Regions from separate parts of the Mus musculus genome. Here region 1 is linked to region 2. The links are chromatin contacts, called in public Micro-C maps. All regions are on one chromosome and are shown on one strand. The core of a region is the stretch at or near the end of the contact, and the rest is flanking DNA. Distances in the headings are between cores, read along the strand shown.

Region 1 (6,692 bases), core at 2,957-5,456, 420 kb after region 2:
TTACTGACGCAAATTTGGGGGAGATCAGAACTGAGATTCAATCTGTAGCTCTGGAACTACACTCATGGCTTAGGTAGCCCTCAGCCTTTCCCCTCTGTTGCCTGCCTTCGTTAGCTTCTAGCATCTGTGTATGTTTGCTTATTATAGATGTAGTTTCCCTTGGAGTATCATGGTAGGAAGACTTAAGAGAAAGGAATATACATTTCAGTTGAGTAAATGACTCTAAAATCACAATGCCCGACTTCGAGTAGACTTGAGGCCCACTGCATTGTGCTCACAGTATTTTTGTGGTAGATTTCCTTTAGCCAGGTCTGTCTGCCAGGTTCTCCGGGGGCGCCATACTTTATTTACTTGAGCATCTGTGATTTGAGGGCTCGCTCCATTGTTGCTGCAGTATTTTTAGCTACAGTCTGTCTGTGGCCGACACATTGTTTTTATGGTCTACAACTGGGGACTGGTAACGTTTACTTTAGCTGTCACCAGATATGACATGTATGTAAAGAAAGTGCTATTTTCAAACAATTTAAAGACACCAGTTTTTTATCATTCCAACATAACTCAAATAACAGTTAACTATAATGTGTACAACCATGACTGAGTATCATAAACAGTCAGTGTTTTGCCAGCAAAGCTATCATGACCATAGCACCTTATTTTGTTGTGGTTCCCAAGCAAAAATTAAGCCGCTCCTGGTGGTTCACATGTACAGTTTGGCAGGCAGGAGGCTGAGGCAGGAGGATTTCTGCAAATGTGAGACCACTGTAGTCTACATGGTGAGTCCTTGGCTAGTATGAGCTACTACATGAGTTAAGGTTACAAAATCAAATGAAATGACAAAATAAATCAAACATAGCAGAACAAAGGCAAACACTGAAGAGCCAGCAACGTAGCAGCAGAGCGCAAATGGCAAAGCTAGGCGACTGGAACACGATCACAAGGTGTTTTAATCTCTTGGTGCCTCAGACCTTCCATTTATAAAAGAGAAGTGCTAGGATTCTCAGTATATTTGATGTAACAAGCATTTGCAGAGGCAGTACAAGCTTATGTGTACATTATATAGACGGCAGTGTTCAATTCCTATCAGAGCCCAAGAGGGGCCTCTTGTTAGAATTCTGTAGTGAGGAGATGGGCTCTCCCCATTGCTGGCCCAGCAATTTAGTGTCTCTAATACCCCTGATTTCTTCAGCCTACAGCCTTTCAGAGAGGGAATACACAAATCAGCTCATGGAATGAAGAATGTACAAGACACAAACTCCATTGATAAAGCTGAGGGGAAAAAAAAACATTTGAAATAATTATAAAAGCAATTTTCTTCTCTAGCAATCATTTTACCTGTACTTTTTTTGTCCTCCTTTCCTTCGTGTGTGTGTGTGTGTGTGTGTGTGTGTGTGTGTGTGTGTCCATGACACATGCATGTGATCGGCTTGGGTGCATGTTGGGTGTCTTCTTCTATTGCTCCTGCCTTACTGTCTTCATTGAGTTATGGAGGGTTTAGGTATACATTCTATTCTTCTTGCCTTACTGCCTTGAGACAGAACTGGCTATTTAGTGAATTCCCTGAACCCACCTGTCTCTGCCTTCTATCTCTGAGATTACAAGGGTTACAGAATTTCTTTACAGAGGTCCTGGGTGTTTAAACAGAGGTCTTCCTGTTCGCAGAACATGTGTCCTTACCCACTTAGCCATCTCACAGTCCCACTCTTAGATTTTCTGAGATATACTAGTCTCTATGTGTCAGAGAAGGGCAACTTCAGTAGATCATGGAGGGGGGCAGTGTGTGTATGAGAATATGAATGTTCCAAAGCACCGTTATAAATGCTAAGTATATATTGGTTCACCATTCACTCATTCATTCATTCATTCATTCATTCAAGCTTCAGTTCTCTCAGCTTGACTTTGAGACAGCTTCATTAGATATTTTAGGGTCATTAGAGAAGCTTAGACAAAACTTGCTGGGATTTTTTTTTTCTTGCACTCAGACTTGTGCTTGGCGAACAGAGTGAGCAGGTTTAACTTTAAAAACAGGCTGGTAAGTCTTATAGACCTCACTGCAATCTCTTAGAATAGTCCCTCAGGGGAGAGATAGACTTGTGAGAGAAGTTTGATCAGTGTGTGTGGGAGCCTGCTAGGCAGGTTACAATACTGCAAGAAGAGGGTCAAAGAAGGCCCATCTTCATCCATCCCCACCAAGACCATAGGTATGTGAACAAAACTACATTGGACTTCCAAATCCATCCAACCACCAGTCCAATACCACCAAGTGATTGCAAGTCAGCCAGAAAAAAGGCAGTCAGCCCAGTGGTTGACAATTGGACTCCCAAGTGATGCTCATACCGAGCCATTAGTTTTTGCATGCCTTGCTTGGCTGAGAACAGGAAACATGTTTTCTTAAGTCTACTTGATACCTAGAGAAGTGGTTCTCAACCTTCCTAATGCTGTGACCGTTTAGTACAGTTCATGTTACAGTTTCCCCCAACCATAAGACTACTTTTGCTGGTACTTCATGGCTGTAATTTTGCATCTGTTATGAGTTACAATGGAAATATTTTTGGAAATAGACGTTTGCTAAGGGGGTCATGACCCACAGGTTAAGAGCTTCCCTCTTATTCTTCAGTGTTAGACATTAGCTTAGACAAATGGAGGCTGAAAATGCGATTCAGTATTATCTTAATCCATGTTCTTAGGGCTATACAGTGTAGTTTTTACCCAGAGAGAAGACAGAGGAAAGCCGATTCTTGATTTCACTAGGAAAGTTTCTATATGACAGAAGATTGTGAGGCTTATCTGGAAAATAGGTTGAGATGATGAAGTTGCTATTTTGCAACTAAGAAAGCATAAGTATTAGATATAATAACAAAAAGTGAAGCATTCTATTTATTTAATTTTGGTGTGAGTTCACTGCTTATCAAATGAATACCTGTCATGTTAAATTTGTGAAATACAGCCAGTAATCCAACTAGACTATGCTCATTACCTTATTAGCCCATCTCTTCTAGATACATTTATTATTTCCCACTAGATATAGATTCATTTGTTCTGATCATAACCCATGTGTCTGTTTGAGCATGCAAGGAATCTAGGAATTAAACATCAAATTATATCACTACTGTGAGGCCTTGCATCTGTCTTGTTGATTTGACCCAAACTAGATTCCCATGGGTTGGGGGGAATCTCAGTTAAGGAAGCAGACTCCATCAGAGTAGCCTGTGGTCATGTCTGTGGGCATGTTCATGGTTAATGATTGATGGTGAGGTCTTCACCCACTACTACTTCAACTTTTGCTTCCAAGTTCCTACATTGACTTCCTGCCCTCAGGAAGACAGTCCTTCTGGGGATGGACTGTCATCTGGATATGTAAGGAGAAATAAAACCCTTTTCAAGTTGCTTTTGGAGACTGTTTATCACAGCAACAGTAAAAGCAAGGTAGGATAGGCCAGGACAGAGGTACAGTAGAAAAACTGTCAGCAAAGTTCTGTGAAAGATGCCTCTAAAAGCTGGAAATCCTGTGACATCCGTTTGCATCCATATGCATACTTCAGAATCTCATCCGGTTCTTCCTCAGTTACCAGTCATCTCTTCAACTCCTAATATGCCTGTTTCATCATAATGCTGAGTGTCATTGATAGGTCTGTCACCACAGTTCATTGTGATGGAACCCAGGGCCTAGGCATGCCTTTGTAAGCTAGGTCATCAAAGGCTCTCTTCAAGTAAGAGACTTCATGACTTACATTATAATGTTTCTAGTTTAACTCAGAATGCTTCGTTGTTGCCTCCATGTACTGCTAGGAAGAAACACCCTTTTTATTTCCATCAAATTGAGTGCAGTGCCATATGCTACCAACAAGAAAACCCCCCGTAAACAAGAAAGGGAGGAGTTGGTATATCTCCATTCAGAAAATGAAAAGAAAAGTTTCATGTAATTGAAGATATGTAATGTGTGCTGTAGGACTGTTGAAGACCTGCAATCTTTCATGTCAAAGCCCTACACAATTCATTTGTCATATTCTGTGTGTGACTGTTTTGCCTACACATGACTGTGCACGCGAACATGCTGTGTCTGCAAAGGCCAGAAGAGGGCATTAGTTCTCTCTGAGACTGGAGTTCCAGTTGGCAGTGAGCCACCATGTGAGTTATGGGAATTAAACTCAGCAGGTTCTATGGAAAGAGCAGCCAGGACTCTTAACTGCTGAGCCATCTCCTCAGCTCCTGCCCCAGACGCACATTTCTTAAGTAATGACTCAGGATAATGGGGTGTGAATTATCCAGCTTGCTCTCCCCTGGCCAGGATAATTCTCAAGTACAGGCTGTACTAGTATTTTTCAAGGAAACCGAGGTGCAAACTTATCTACAACGTCAAGGGCAAGGTGAGCTTGAGCCAGAATGTACATCTTCATGCTGCTTTCTTACAAGAGAGATGATTCTCCATGAGAAGTGGCAGCTGAAATAAACACCACACTGTGACATGGCTGTAAGCTCCGTGGTCTATCAGGGACTAGTAGCACAGAGACCACAGCGGTTTGCAAACCACACCTTGGAGAAAAATAACTTACAGTGTCTGTAGACACTTCCTCGGTGGCAAGGAGGAGACTCCCACTGTGGGCATGCCTCGACCCTGAATCTTTTCCTGGACAACATTCCTTTTACTTTCTGCCCCGAGTTTCCCCGGGAGCTGATGGTTATACTCACCTTCACAGGGGGCTTTTGTCTTAGTGTCTGCTTCTAGAGAAGCCAATAAGGCAGGCAATGAGGTGTATTGGAGGACAAACCGTGTATTGTTTGAAGAGTCTTTTAGCCACCATAAAGATCCATTTGGAAAATGTGAATGAGAGCAGGCAGGAAATGAGATTGAAGACGGTCACAACCTGCTCCCAGCCAGGCAGCATAGGACTTGGGCTCATCCATTACTTAGGTATCTATTTGTTTCTCTGTTTTATTTCTTTTAAGTCTGTATATATTGTAAAAGTCAGGAGGTTCATCACCTCATTTCCATATATGCAAATGCACTTTGCTCATAGTCTTCCTCTTTCCCCAGTTCTGATTTCTACTGTCCTAGGAGTTCCTCTTCAGTTTCAAGCCTTTCTATTCCCCTCTGGCTTCTGCAGAGAAGGAAAAGTGTACTACCTGCTCTATGAAGTTGCTTTTTTCCAATTCATGTTGTGGGTCCTACTCCCATTTTTTAAAAAAATGTCCTCCCCCATCCTCCTTTAAGCTTCTGCTTTTGTTTAGACCTCCATTATTTTGGCGGGGTGGGTAGGACAATCTGGTCTGCAACCTGGTCAGGACCAGGCCAACCCTTCAGTGGATGTGCAGTTGAAATGGAAGGTTCGTTGCAGTTTATAAATTAAAACTGCCTCTGTGAAGTTCCTTGAAGGATTAAAGCTCACAGATTGATTCTGAATTACATCATAAAGATACATAGGTGTATCCTAAGTATTGTACTAACAAAGAGTGAATAAAGCCTTTGAGTATACAGTTTTCTCCCTCTATGAATGAGGAAGCTGAGCGAGGCGACTCCAAGGTCCGTTCCCATGCTCCCACTCAATGTTCAACAATAGTCATCAGATTACATCAACGAAAGACCACAGAACAGAATATGCCAGTGGCAAATGTCACTGTTCAAAACAAATTGACAAAAACAAAAACAAACAAACAAAAAAACATTCTTTTTTTTTTTGAATGACCAATTCTTTGGGAAGCTAACTCTTGCCTGTCTTTTATAATGATATGTTTACTTTGCTTCTCTGTTGCTTTGGAAATGGGGAACTATCTAATTGGGTTGACAAGGTTAGCATGCCAGAGCCTTGGAGAGAGACTGGATGGAATTTGTGACTATATATTCTCCTAGACATGCTTTTTGCCATGCGTATTGTACTTTAATCATTAGCTAAAAAAACAATAAGCCTGCTGTGTGCTATTACATTAATGCTCTGTCATGTGTGCCGTTTTCTAAGGTAATTTGAAAATAAGAGAAAATATAATTATTTGAGGATGCTTTGGGAAGAGGTGGATGTATTTCTACAATTAAATAATAATGCAATAACACAGCACTCAGACCCTAGTGTAGCTCTCAGAGAGGACATGTAAGGCTGAGAGAGGCTTTATTTTCTCTTAGTTTTAAAGGAACCTGTAAATCCGCAGTTGTGATTTTATTGATCAAGAAAGGCGATTTACCAGTGTGTTAAATCTTCTGCTTATTACTTCATCTCCTCTGGTCCCCAGACAACCCTTAAATAAGTGTTTTGTAGACTCTCTGTTGTATGACTTGCCTAGGCAGAAATCCAGACTTTGTGGTGGCATTCCTCAGACACTCCACTTAACTAGAACAAACTCCATTCCCTTTAGTTTTCTGGTTTTGAGTTTGGAAAGATGATTTTCTAAATAATAAGATATGATAAAAATGAATATGAACCTTAAGTGTACAACTTGGTGAATTTTTACCCATGTGCAAATTTGTGCAACTACCACCTAGATCATTTTGGTTTTAAGATGACGTTTTAAAATAGTCTTATTTTACTGTCTCTCCCTAGTCCAGTTATATCCATCTGGAGGTAACCTTGTCTCTGACTTCTACCACAGCTTGATTTTGCCTCTTCTTTCACCTTATGGAAATGGAATTGTGCACTGTATATAGCTTATTGGATTGAACCATATGTTACTAGTTTTGTGAAGGATTTTCTATTCTTGCATGTGTA
Region 2 (6,249 bases), core at 1,501-4,000:
GACAGGGCATATGTCGGATCATTCCCTGATCACCAGGGCTCTGGTTTCTCTCATTTTTCTTCTGTTAATGTTGGAGGAGAGTTGAGTGGTGAAAAATCAGTGGAAGAATACATTCCCTTCCTTTCCATCGTCCGTGGGGGTAATCCCTCCAGTGCATTCTCTCTTCTCTTCACGGGGTAGAAGGTAGCCGGTGTGTGTTGGAGAAGGAGAGAGATGGTAAGGCAGAGCTGGGCCAGACCTTGTGTAGAACAAAAGTTATTTTAACTCAGACTTACTTGTGGCTGCTGTTCACAGTGAGGGATAGTGATAGTTGATAGGGGAGTGTTTTGAGAGGTTTCCTTACAAGGAAAACTTCATCTGAAGACTGGGTCGCAGGAAAGATGAGGTAGTGCTACAGGCATCAGCATCAAACAGTTTAGCCAAAGCAAAGGAAAGCAGGGACCAGGAACTCCTTCAATTTGGCTGTAATTTTTGTGTTTTTTTGGTGTCTTTTTTTCTTTGGACTCATAGTGGACTCATATTCAGTTTCAGAAATCTTACCCTGAGGTCTACCAGGAACGATTTCCTACCCCAGAGAGCGAAGCACTTCTCTTTCCTGAAAAACCCAAGGCCAAGCCGCAGCTGTTCATGTGGGCACTGAGGAAGCCCTTCCAGCCGTTTCAGAGAACTAGAAGTTTCCGGATGTGATGCAGTGATGGAGCTTGAGAGACCTCTGCGGCAGAGACAGTTTGAGTCAGCAGAGGTTCTGGAAGGCTGGTGTAAACTACTGCAATATGGAGTCTCGGAGCATCCAGCCGATCGCCCGACTCCTCGTGCTGAGCCCTTGTCAGTATTCTGATAAATCTCGATGCTGTTTGTAGAGATGTAAATGAGTGGGTGACTGTGAGTCTCGTGGGTAGGGGTGGTGTGAACAGGCTTGGGTAGGTTACAAAATCTAAAGGTAAAACATTCGTTCCCTTCCTTCTGTTTGTTGTTTTCCACGGTGTGTAAAGTCCTTGTGTGTGCCCCCTGCTCTCGTGTGCGTCTGTGAAAACCAAGCCTAGGAATACTGTACATACTTGAATGAGAACAATCCTGTGTGTGCTGTTACTGTGGTAGCCCTGACCCAGTGCATATTCTGATTTCTCCTGTGTAAGTCCCACTGGTTGTTGTTTGTTTGTTTGTTTTTATTTTTTAATTTCTTGTTTGTTTGGTTAGTGTGAAAAGTCCAACTGTTTTGCACTGTGATTGCCGTGTCTTGTATTGCAGATTTGCCTGTCGCTCTTTGATTACCCGTATGCCGGGCTGGGTCTGCGCGTGGCTGGATGTGGAATGGTGTGCATCTGCCCCCGGGCCCGCAATCCGGGTCTCCGCTAAAGGCGGCAGGTTGAGCTGGATGAAGTCTTTGGTTCCCTTAGACCTGCAAACCTGAATTCAGTCTGTTTTATGAAAAGTATAAAGGGGTTGAGTGAGATGAATTACGTCCTTTATGAATATATTTTCTCAGCTTCTTCATTGTTTTGAAAGTACATGGAATGTAAATAAATACTGAGTTGTTTATATATATATATATATATATATATATATACTATGCCTTGTGTTTTTCTTCTTTGCTATTTATTTGGATAAGTTAGGGAGTCTCCTCAGATGGCTTTGCCAATGTTTTCACATCACTCTGTGTGTGTATCATGAAGGAAGTGAGGTTTATTTTTGGCTTTTGTATTGGCTTCAGGAAAATGTGTCCCCCCATGTCTGTCTGTCTGCCTGTCTGACTCTGTGTTTTTCCCTGCCTCTCCCTTTTTCTTTCTTCCTCTATTCTATTCTTCCTCCTCTTCTCTCTTCTCACTTCATTGTTTCTTCTTTAAAATAGTGGCACATCTGAAACATCTCTGAGATGAATTACCCTGAGTTGATTTGTATGCTCTTGCATTGGAGATCTGCCCCTGTGGCAGAGTACTTTCTATCGCTGACAGAGATTTTGCCCATTTAAAAATTTATAAGTATTCCTGTTCCAGATATGTAATGTGACTTTTAGACTGAGTATTCTTAGACTGGACATTTTGTTGAAGCAAGTATAGTCGTGCTCAGTCCCGCTCTGTGATGGAGAGCTCTTTTGTCTGCTGTATTTGGAAGTGAGTGTGTGTGTGTGCGTGTGCGTGGATGTTTGTGTGACTGCTTTCTGTTTCATGCTTGCTTCTTGAGACATTCGTATGTATAAACACTGTAAGTCAAGTATAGCAGTGATGTTACATAGCAGCAGTGTCCAACGTGGTTCTGCCAGCTAGCAGGTGCGCCATCGGTGTGTGCTTTTTGACTCAGTGGTTTCACCAAAGCTGGCCTTGTTGGGTTTGAGTCCTTGGTGTGTAGGCGAATACTGGTGTCTCTCTGATTACAGTTTCACTCTGATTTTAATATAGCTGTACAGTTTATGGAGTCTTAGACTTTACATTTTTATAAAATTTTAACTACTTCTCATTTATATACACGTACATTCTATGATTTAGAGTGTATTGAACCTCTTTGAGCGTATTGAATCACTTTGGTGATTACTGCTATATTTTACAATTGTGCCACTTAGTTTTTGACAGCTTGACATAATCTTTATTCACCCAGAAAGCAGGAACCTCAGTTGAGGATTTGCCTCCCCAAATTGTATTGTGGGTGTGTCTCTGGGGCATTTTCTTGATTGATTGATTGACTGATTGATGTGGGAGGGCCCAGCCCACTGTAGTTCGTTCCACTCTCCAGCAGGTGGCTGTCTAAGAAAGCAAATTAAGTAGGCCACAGAGAGGAAGCCAGTGAGCAGCATACCTCTGTGGTCTGTGTCAGTTCCTGCCCTGATGTCCCCTCAGTCCCTCTCATGGTGTTTCCAGGACATGTAAGGAAACCCTTTCTTCCCCATGTTGTTTTGGGTCATGGTGTTTACCACTGTAACAGAGAAGTGAACAAAGACACTGTTAGCAAGCCTTCCAGTCATGAACCCACCATTAATTTTTGGTAGATGATAATCTTTACTTTTTTAAATTTACATATTATTTGTTTCTAAGTATTTAATACTTTGAAAAATGTTAGTATCAATATATTTTTTATTCTAAGTGTCTGGAAGCTCTTTTGCTTCTGTTTGTATGGATTATAAACCTGGGTTTTCTTACTGACTGTTTGTGACCTTGCTATACTTTCTCATTAATTCTAAATAGTTAGTGTGACATCTTTGTTTGCTTTTCTACATTTCCTACAGATTAGCAAATAATCAGTTTTTGGTTTTCTTTTTTGTATTTGAGCTATTCTCAGTAGTCTCTGTTTTCTGATTCTTAATTTTGAAAACAATTACATTTGTGTGTGTGTGTGTGTGTGGTGTGTGTGGTGTGTGTGGTGTGTGTGCGGGAGGGCTGTCAGTTAGAGGGCAGCTTGCAGGAGTCAGTGGGTCATGGGGATTGAAAAACTCAGGTTGAGAGGTCTGGCAGCATCCCGCCTGTCCCTGTTAAGCCTTTTCTCCAGCCATGCTTGATAGCTAATGCTTATGTTGTCTCTTTTCCTTGAATGTGGGATAAGGAGAGGCTCAGCATGGGAGAGCTGCTTCATCTTGTCAGTTTTAGGACGCAAACTCAGACAAATGGCTGAGGAACCTAGTTAACATACCAAAGCAGACCTGGCCAGCTCTTCCAACATCCCTCAGTTCCTACCTGTTACAGGATATGGTTGGCACACCCTACTCTAAACTTTTCCAGAGGGGGGTTGGGCTGCCCTTCCCTATATAACCCAGCCATTTTGTCTACGGGCCTTTTGTTTGGTCCACCCTTTACCCTCCTGGCCTCTTGGTCTGGCTCTCTCCTTTCCCCCTCCTCATATGCCCTTGCTCACATGACCCTAGCCTCAGGGTCCTGCTTAGTCTGGACTCTCCCAGATGTCCCTGCCACCGGCTATGCTCTCCCTTTTATCTACAGTAAACCTTCTCCCCAGCCATACCTATGAACAGTCTTGTCCTTCCGTCCTTCCTCCCTCCCTCCCTCCCTCCCTCCCTCCTTCCCTCCCTCCCTTCCTCCCTCCCTTCCTTTCTTCTCTTTTTCATTCAGTCAACAGCCAGTGGAAATAAGAGGCCTGGCAATAGCTTTTAAGGCCTACCTTAGTCCATTTTGAGGTGATTGGCCCTAGCTGAATTGCATTCTTTGAGAAACTCAAGAGCCAAAAGGACTGAACTAAGTTGGATTTTCAGACACAAGAAACTATTATATGGTATGTATGTATATGTATATGCATTCATAATAAATAACTTGAGGTGTAATTTTTACTGCAGTAATTGAAATGATATGTTTAAGTCCCACCCCAACTCCCCAGCCCCTGTATATTGCTGAACAGAGATAACACCTGTCACTATTCTTGATTTTAAAGGGAAAACTTTTAGGATACTAAAAAACTTTTAGAGTATTTGTGTATTACTTTTTATCATAGTAAATTAAGGTTTATTTTTTTTTTAAATTACCTTTTCATGTATATGCAAGTGTGGTAGAATATGCCCACTGGTACTGGCAGGTGTGCATCGTCGTGGAGGCCATAGGAAACCTTGAGTTGTTTTCTCCATTGCCCTCCACCTTGTTCTTTTGAGACAATGTGTCTTACTGGACCTGGACAAAAGCTGGTAGCCAGCAAGCCCTTGGCATCCTCCTGTCTCTGCCCTACGCCCCAGCACTGAGGTTGCAAACAGGCATAGCTTTTCATATGGGTGGTGGGATTTAAACCCAGCCCCTCAAGTCTGTGAAGCAAAAGGCCTTCTCTAAGCCATCTCTCCAGCCCCGTGAACTTTCTTTCTCTTGCACATGGGGCATATCCTAGTAGTGAATCCAGCATTGAATCGAGTGGAGAGTGGTGCAAACGCAAGTCACAACACATCATAGTATACATTTAATACATGGCTAGATTCTTTAGTTAACATGTTGTGTGTGTGTATTTGTTTGAGACATTATCTTGCTGTGTAGCCAAGGCTAGTCTTGAGTATGCGATCCCCCTGCCTTTCTATTCCATGTGAATATTTTACGTCATGTTGTGGAACACAGTGCTCCCTTATGAACACTGTAGTTCGTCCCTTCTCCCCGCCCCCCAACCCGATCAACAAATTTTGCTTTTATTTCTTAATCTTATTTACTTTTTGACAGTGTGAACCGAAATGTGCTGGTTGTGTGGCTTGTTTGTACATGCAAATCACTCTTCTTTGATCTCCTTTCCTCACTCCTCCTCAATACTGCTTCCCTCTCTTGCTCCCTTCCTCCTCCTAAATTGCCCTCTGCTTTCATGACTTTCATGGCTTTCATGACTTCATACTTAACATCACTTTCTCTTGTTCCCTAACCCCTGTTTGGATTGCTTTCATTTCTACTTGCATGTTTTACACATACGCGTGCATACACACACACACACCTACCCATGTATGTGTGAGAAAACACATTTTTTATCTTTCAGTCTTCCCTCTTTCACTTGACATAATAGTCACAGTTTCAACTGTTTTCCTTTGAAAGCTATAATTTTGTTTTTCTTTACAGTTCAATAAAATTCCATTGTATGTATACATGCCGCATTTTCTTTATACATTTATATGTTGAAAGACGTCTAGTCCCGTCTGTATCTTACCTACTGTGAGTAAAACGGCAGTACACATGGGATGTGCTAGTATCTGGGTAGTTCGCTGACTCACAATCCTGTGTTGCAGTGCTCTAGCTGTATCATGTAGGAGTTCCTTTAGTCTCCTTTGGGGCCGATAGAAACGGTTGCCACCAGTAGCACCAATTTACATTCCTGTCTCTTGTGATTTCGTCTCCACTTCTCTACATCTACCCCTCCTTAGCATTTCTGTCATTGGGTCTTTGAAATATTTGCAGGCTGTTGCCTGTCCACCCTACCCGAAGTGTGTATTCAGTTTATCAGGCCAGGCTTTGATTAGATGATTGAGCTTTGACTTTTCATGGTTGAAACTCTCTACAGACCCTAGACAGTGTTTCCTCACGAAATGCTGTCCTGCCGAGCTTTCTGTTGCTGTGGTAGAACCATCATGATGGAAAGCAGCGTGGGGGGGAAAGGGAGGCCCATCACCTCACCTAAGGAAGCTAAAGCAGGATGATTTGAGGTTTGAAGAGCATCGGTGCTGTCTTCAGTAGGCAGCAGGCACGTTTATAAGTTCAGCAGAATGAGGAATACTCAGGACTTTAATGTTTCAGGGTTTGCCTAACTCACCGTTAGGCAATCTACCGTCCAATTCAGGGAGAGAAACTGAGAGTGGGA

What was found. A called contact is a pair of places that touch in the nucleus more often than the background predicts.
Region 1: a contact with region 2 is called in a Micro-C map of embryonic fibroblasts, with 4 times the contacts expected there. The contact joins two enhancer-like sites. A contact is called at or near these places in 9 of 484 Hi-C or Micro-C datasets (the G1E-ER4 cell line, adipose-derived mesenchymal stem cells, bone marrow-derived macrophages and 4 more) and 2 of 115 datasets of contacts at active chromatin or transcription factors (astrocytes and bone marrow-derived dendritic cells).

Annotation. Positions count from the first base shown.
Region 1 is chr13:108,809,030-108,815,721 of GRCm38.p6, forward strand. The region is part of intron 1 of Pde4d (phosphodiesterase 4D, cAMP specific); the gene reads left to right. Among named protein-coding and RNA genes, the nearest start is that of Pde4d, 160 kb to the left of the region's middle. Within about 2 kb of position 4,207, at least 14 of the 459 cell types and tissues checked have an H3K27ac peak or open chromatin away from gene starts, as enhancers often do. A contact at or near this core is called in embryonic fibroblasts, where this site is marked.
Region 2 is chr13:108,388,016-108,394,264 of GRCm38.p6, forward strand. It overlaps Depdc1b (DEP domain containing 1B), which reads left to right. Exons shown (of 11, transcript NM_178683.4): 11 at 526-1,542. The coding sequence ends at 687. Among named protein-coding and RNA genes, the nearest start is that of Gm41056, 11 kb to the right of the region's middle. Within about 2 kb of position 2,751, at least 10 of the 459 cell types and tissues checked have an H3K27ac peak or open chromatin away from gene starts, as enhancers often do. A contact at or near this core is called in embryonic fibroblasts, where this site is marked.